2 separate regions of the Aedes aegypti genome follow, and region 1 is linked to region 2. Evidence: chromatin contacts called from public Hi-C data. All regions are on one chromosome and are shown on one strand. The core of a region is the stretch at or near the end of the contact, and the rest is flanking DNA. Distances in the headings are between cores, read along the strand shown.

Region 1 (2,984 bases), core at 277-2,776, 270 kb before region 2:
GATGGCACACTACTCCCAAGCCACTACTGTTGATTCTTTGTGCAATGGCGATCACGGAGTAGCAACTACGAATTGTATGGGCATTAATGCTCATGCTTATGCTCATTCAACATTACCTCAAATTTTACTAGGGTCATAAATGCTCAAATTTCGTGTCGTTCAGAGGTCTGCATAAATTATGTCACGCTCCAAAGAGCAGTAGGTGGTCAGGTATTGTATGATTATTCTTACAAAAAATTTTGAAGCCTCATTCAAAAAGTGTGATAAGAAAGGGATTCGAAAAAGTCTTAATTTAGCGTGACATAATTTGTATTACGTGTTTTGTAGACAGTACCTTTTTGAATATTATTTTTGAACGCAGTTTTTAGTAGTTATCTCAACAGGTTTTTGTCACTTACAACACCCCTCACTTTCGTGTGTACTATAATATTTTCAGAATTAGTGGTTTGCAGAATGGAATTCAAGAACATAACTGCCCTCTACGATATGAGAGAATGCTGCTGGTGCAATTTGTGGAACCACTAAATTAGAATTGATTATTATTTTCATCATATTTATTAACAAGATTGAAGTATAAGCAACGAATGATTTGTATTCAGATTTGGATACGAACAAACAAAATCATAATATTTGCTCATCTAAAACACAATAAACCGCACTTATTCCAACCAATCATATCACAACAACACCACCAACCTCCCCCAAGCCAAATCAATTTGAAAACCACCCCAAAATGCACGCGGCTCGTACGTCTCACTAATACACGATCAAGTCCTGAAGGTCCTCCTTTTCCGATGTGCTTATTAATAATATAACGAAATTATCAAAATGACTCCACCTTTCTGTCATAATAATAAATTGTTTATGATATTTTTCCTTCTATCCCTCTTCCACGACTGCACACACGGCCACATCAAGTATATGAAATTGGAATCGAAAACATAGTATTGGTGCACCTTCTCCGTCTTTGGATCTTCCTTACGAGCCATCGCGAGCAATATGTTGTCTTTTTCTGGTCAATGCGCCATCCGATCCATCCTTTTCACCAGCAGGAGGCCACGGTTTGTCCAATTCCTTGATTATATTTATGTTTATGCTTTATGAAAGATAGGCGAGCAAAAGAAGAACTACGAGGCTTCAATAAATATTATGATTCGTGTATGTTCTATCGCTGAGCACACCGTTGTAGAAACGCCATGCAACAGACAGACAGACAGCTCGAGAGTTTTCCAAGCTCTGATGGTGTGTCGTGGAAAACGTTCGGTTTCTGATGCTGACTGTGCAGTGCTCGAGAGGAATTTTCACGCTCTCATTTGTGCATGTTGCTTTTGGTTCCACTACAGCTAGACATTGATGATGATGTTGGTTTTGGACAATGGTATTGGTGAGCATTTTCGTGTAGCGTTTGTTCAAATACGTCGTATGGCTGGTGGTGGGGATGGACCAAAATTGGGGTGGGGATGAGCCATACTTCGATGCGAAATTCAGGCTTTCAATGTGGTGTTGGTTCAGTGGTCAGACCAGTCTTAGCGCTGTCGTCGTAGAAGTAATTGGTTCCTTTGTCAATATTATGTGGAAGTTTGTTTAGTAATGTTTTGTAGTTTACGGAAACGCGATCTCTGCTAAGAGGAGCCAAGTTAGCGTATTTTTGTAGCGGGAGAGCGGTTTATGATACACGAGAGATTTTCGCCCTTCTTTTATCATAGAAGAAAAACAATATCAAGAGCGAGTAGAAAAAAAGCAAAGAGAATTGCTTTCTCGACCGAGATTTGATCCTCGAACGCTGTGTCAGAGTGAAGTGTAAAATTATTTGTGTTTTTTATCGGCTCGTCCATCATACACAACCGGGTGTATGCTCGCGCGCTCCCTCTCTGTCTATCTAGCTCTATGTATCTCTCCGTCTCGAATTCAATCGATTTTGACTTATCGACCGAATGGCTCGCTTAGCATATAGTTTTAATCAGTAGTACCGCGTTGATTGTTGAATGATGTGGTCGAAAACCGCAAACGTAAGCGAGTGAATTTTTAATAGCATACAAAAAACAATTATTCTCCGAGCACACGGCCGGCATTGGTAGTTCGTAATGGAACGTCAAGCAGAGTGACACGCCGAGAGTGATCCAATGAGTTTTCAATGATCAATCGAGAAGATAAGTTGGCTGAAAGATTTCGGTTTCACGTGCAGTGCTAAAGATGAAGACACCTTTCACAAATAATGCAGCATACATAGAAGTGTGACTAGCGATATTAAAACAAACGAATCAAACTAGTGCAATAAATAGTTAAAAAATACACTACAAGTGATGTACATGTCTAAGATTCGTTTATAATGCCGATAAAAGTGAGATTTTGATAGAATATCAACAACTGGACAGTGCTGAGAAATGATTCAGGTCGACTCTGTTGGATACTCAAGAGTGAAGGATGAATCAAACAATGATGAAGGTGATTTAAAAGCTTATTTTATTGATAATAATAGATGATACCGTAAAATCGGGTGTAATTGATCAGAAGGGTGAAATTGATCATCGTATCACACGATTTTATTTATGCGTAGTGGAGCACAAATATCAATGTAAGCTGCAGTAAATGAACGTTGTTTGTCGTAACTATTGTCGAATTGTGTGTTGTGAAGTTTTTTGCATTAAGGAATGTTTATTACTATGAAAATAATGTAAAATTTCCAAATCATGCACGGTACAGTATTGACAAACACCTAGAAACTTCTATTTTTAAGCAAAGATTTAAACATAGTATGAACCTGAAAGTTTGTGAGGATGCTTGAGATATATCCGCAAAGCAGATTTCATCAAAAAAATTCGTACCAATTAGCTCAAATGGTTGAAATAATTGAATTTCTGTTTGATATCATTGATTTCCTTAGGAAATTGCATACATTTAGGCGTTTTCCGCGTAATTCTTGAAATTTATCTATTCGTTATTTATATAAATATTGCATTGTTAAGATTTTGACAAGCATATTC
Region 2 (2,921 bases), core at 227-2,726:
ATTCGACAATAAATGCAAATCCAAATAAAAAGCAAACAGACTTTTCGTATGTTGTTTAAACGTCTTATGAGTACATTAGAGAATGATAACTATTTCCTTTTGGTGAAATAAATGATCATAGAACAATGATTGTTGTATGAATTTTAATTTTCAGTGTTTTTCGAGTTTTGCACATCTTTGTTCAGGCAAAATGAAGTAGAATTTTAAAAATTAGCACAATCCAATGTAGTTTATACTTTCAGTCAAAGTTTGTAGCAATACTATGATTTTTAAATTATAAAAATTTAAAACGATTTCCTCAATAAAGTTTATTTAAATTATGCATATTGCAACCTGTTTTGAAGCATCTCTTCAGAATCGATATGTTGGTTTGATTGATTATATTATATTATTTCAGTTATAATACTAATGTTGATTATTGATATCCCAATTCAATCGATAAATCTAATTGTAAAGTGCGTAGCATCTTTACTACTACGTATGAATTGCATACGCCACTGGCACCCGTCGCAGCTGAGGCTCATCACAGTAGTGCCTGCAAGCAAGGTACATTCAGTTCCTGCAGAAACGGGTTCTCTCTTATGCAACTCCATCCGGACTGCCTTGGGCCACCGCAAAATACCGCTCAAATCTCGCCAGGCTCTGCCCGATGTGTGTAAGAGAGCCACCATTCCGGGAACCAACCAGCGTCGTTGTTCTGCAAGCCTTCGTTAGCCGTCGGAAGAGAATGTGTAATAAAAGAAAATTAATAAACAAATCATAATTCAAAGAGACCACCTTCTTCATGTTTCCAGTGTTCGTGTATGCATATTTATGAATTCATATAAGACCAAATTCCAACACAACTGTGCCGTACACATTTCGATATACGATTTCCCCTCTGCATACAAGCGTACATTTCCCCTCAATCGAGGCAACTATAAAACAATCCAGGTTGATATGTGTGTAGTCATCAATTGCATTGTGTGCATCAGAGGGGAAGGACACGCCCACTTGAAATCTAGTAGTGTTGGTTCAACCATAAAAATGTTTGAAAGTATTGTCGCAACTCACACCATTGCACGAATTGCCGCAAACTGGAATTAAATTTGATCGCACCGAAAACTTTAGATTCAGTGGTCTTTCGGTTTCTGCATTTGTACACTACCTTCGCGGCAAGGTTGAGAGGCTAAGAGCTAGTTTTTTATCGTTGTTTTCGTTACAGCAAAACCTCGAACTCTCCGCTGATTATGATTCATTCGTCATTCTGAGGGTCTTCAGCACGTGGGAGGGGTAGGACACCAATAGGTGTCATGGAACCCAGTCTTTGCTAAGAGTATTCGCAAAGGCTCTTGCTATACCGAGAGCTCCAGATCTGGGCACTCGTGAAAGAAGAAACCGGAGAGTGAAAAATCAATAATTTTAATAGTGCATCGTTCAAACACACATACCCACGATGTTCGATGGTTGCTCTCGCAAACTACTTCAGAAATACATTCTCGCATACGCACGAACATCTGAAGAGACCAGTTCTGATCCTGCGAACCGGCAATTCCCGCCAACAGCGACCAGCCAAAAGGGTACATCATTTATATGTATATTAAATATTAAAATGATGACATTAGGATTTCATCTCGTGTGTTGTGTTACATGAAGAGCTGCAAGATATCCCACCCGTCGGTTCCAGGGTTTCAGAGCTTGTGCAAATTGTAGACCACCATACATATTGAGACCGTCGCTCATGTCAATCGGGGCCGTCGGGTTTCGTTTCGTTCGGTTGAAGAAAAAGGGGCGGAGTGTATTTCGCTCTTTGCGCTCGATGCCGATTATTATTTCTGTTATTACCGACGCTGTCTTGGGTTGTGTATCTTATCTTTTTATATTTATCATTACATCAAAATCGAATATGAATATCGACACGAATATGCAATGGTAGTATACAACCGTTTCGACCGTTCCTTCGGCGAACCATCCGAGCAGTAGTGCTATATCGATCCGTGAGCATTGGTATAGCTATTTATTTTCCTTGCAAAAATTCCTTAGCTTATTGAACATGCTATTAAAATAAATCATCGACGGCATCATCGCCAATCGCGTGATCGGTAATTTCACCCTTGGGGTTAATTTTTCGTTGCCTTGCATCGTCACAAGAGATGAGTTAAGCAAGAAGACCGAAATAGTTTGAATGGCTCAGTTTGGCGAGTACAAAGTTGATTGCATTTGGGCTGCAACTCAAATGCAAATTATTCTATATAAATATACATGCCAAAATTTATCTATCCAAATTCAATTTATATGTTTTAAACGCAAAATGATTTTCTACATTTCCCTGATGCTGTACATAGGAGAAGCGAGATTTAAATCACCTGGTTTTATCAAGATACCTTTTATTAATTTTATTAATCAAGTAATTGGAATTGCTAAGAAACTTAGCTGAAACCTTTTCTAAGTTAAAGCGTTGTCATCATAGGCTATTATATGAAAACCATACCAAAATCAAATGGTCTATGTATATAAAATCGTTTTTTTTTTCTAGCTAGAGATCAGTTTCAGGACTATGTTTTCATAATCGGACGTTTTAACGTTTTTAACGTTTCGTCGTTGATTTTCATTTGCATACATTTTGTAAAGTTGATGCGTCAATAAACTAGTTTTCTATGATTTACCACTAACAAATATCTAAAAATCGAAAAACAAATTTCGGTGATAGGATACTTGTAAATCAATAAATCCATAGCGAGAAAACAATCTGTTGGATCAGACAGCATGTGATAGAATACTTGAAGTATTAGATGATGGAATCGCATTTTTTTTTTTTGCTTTACATGCAAAGTTGCTGAATTTGCAAAGCTATATTGCAGTTACCTATATATTTTTTTTCGAATGTCTGTGTTCAGACCATTATGAGTTTAGAACATTTGACAAACAAAATTATGTATACA

What was found. A called contact is a pair of places that touch in the nucleus more often than the background predicts.
Region 1: a contact with region 2 is called in a Hi-C map of whole pupa, with 6 times the contacts expected there. The contact joins the promoter of LOC110677254 here to the enhancer-like site in region 2. A contact is called at or near these places in 2 of 2 Hi-C or Micro-C datasets (whole body and whole pupa).

Annotation. Positions count from the first base shown.
Region 1 is chr2:473,891,030-473,894,013 of AaegL5.0, reverse strand. LOC110677254 (homeotic protein spalt-major) reads left to right here and starts at 1,526. Exons shown (of 5, transcript XR_002501055.1): 1 at 1,526-2,445.
Region 2 is chr2:473,618,161-473,621,081 of AaegL5.0, reverse strand. No RefSeq gene overlaps it. Among protein-coding and RNA genes, the nearest start is that of LOC23687430, 230 kb to the right of the region's middle. Within about 2 kb of position 1,476, at least 3 of the 3 cell types and tissues checked have open chromatin away from gene starts, as enhancers often do.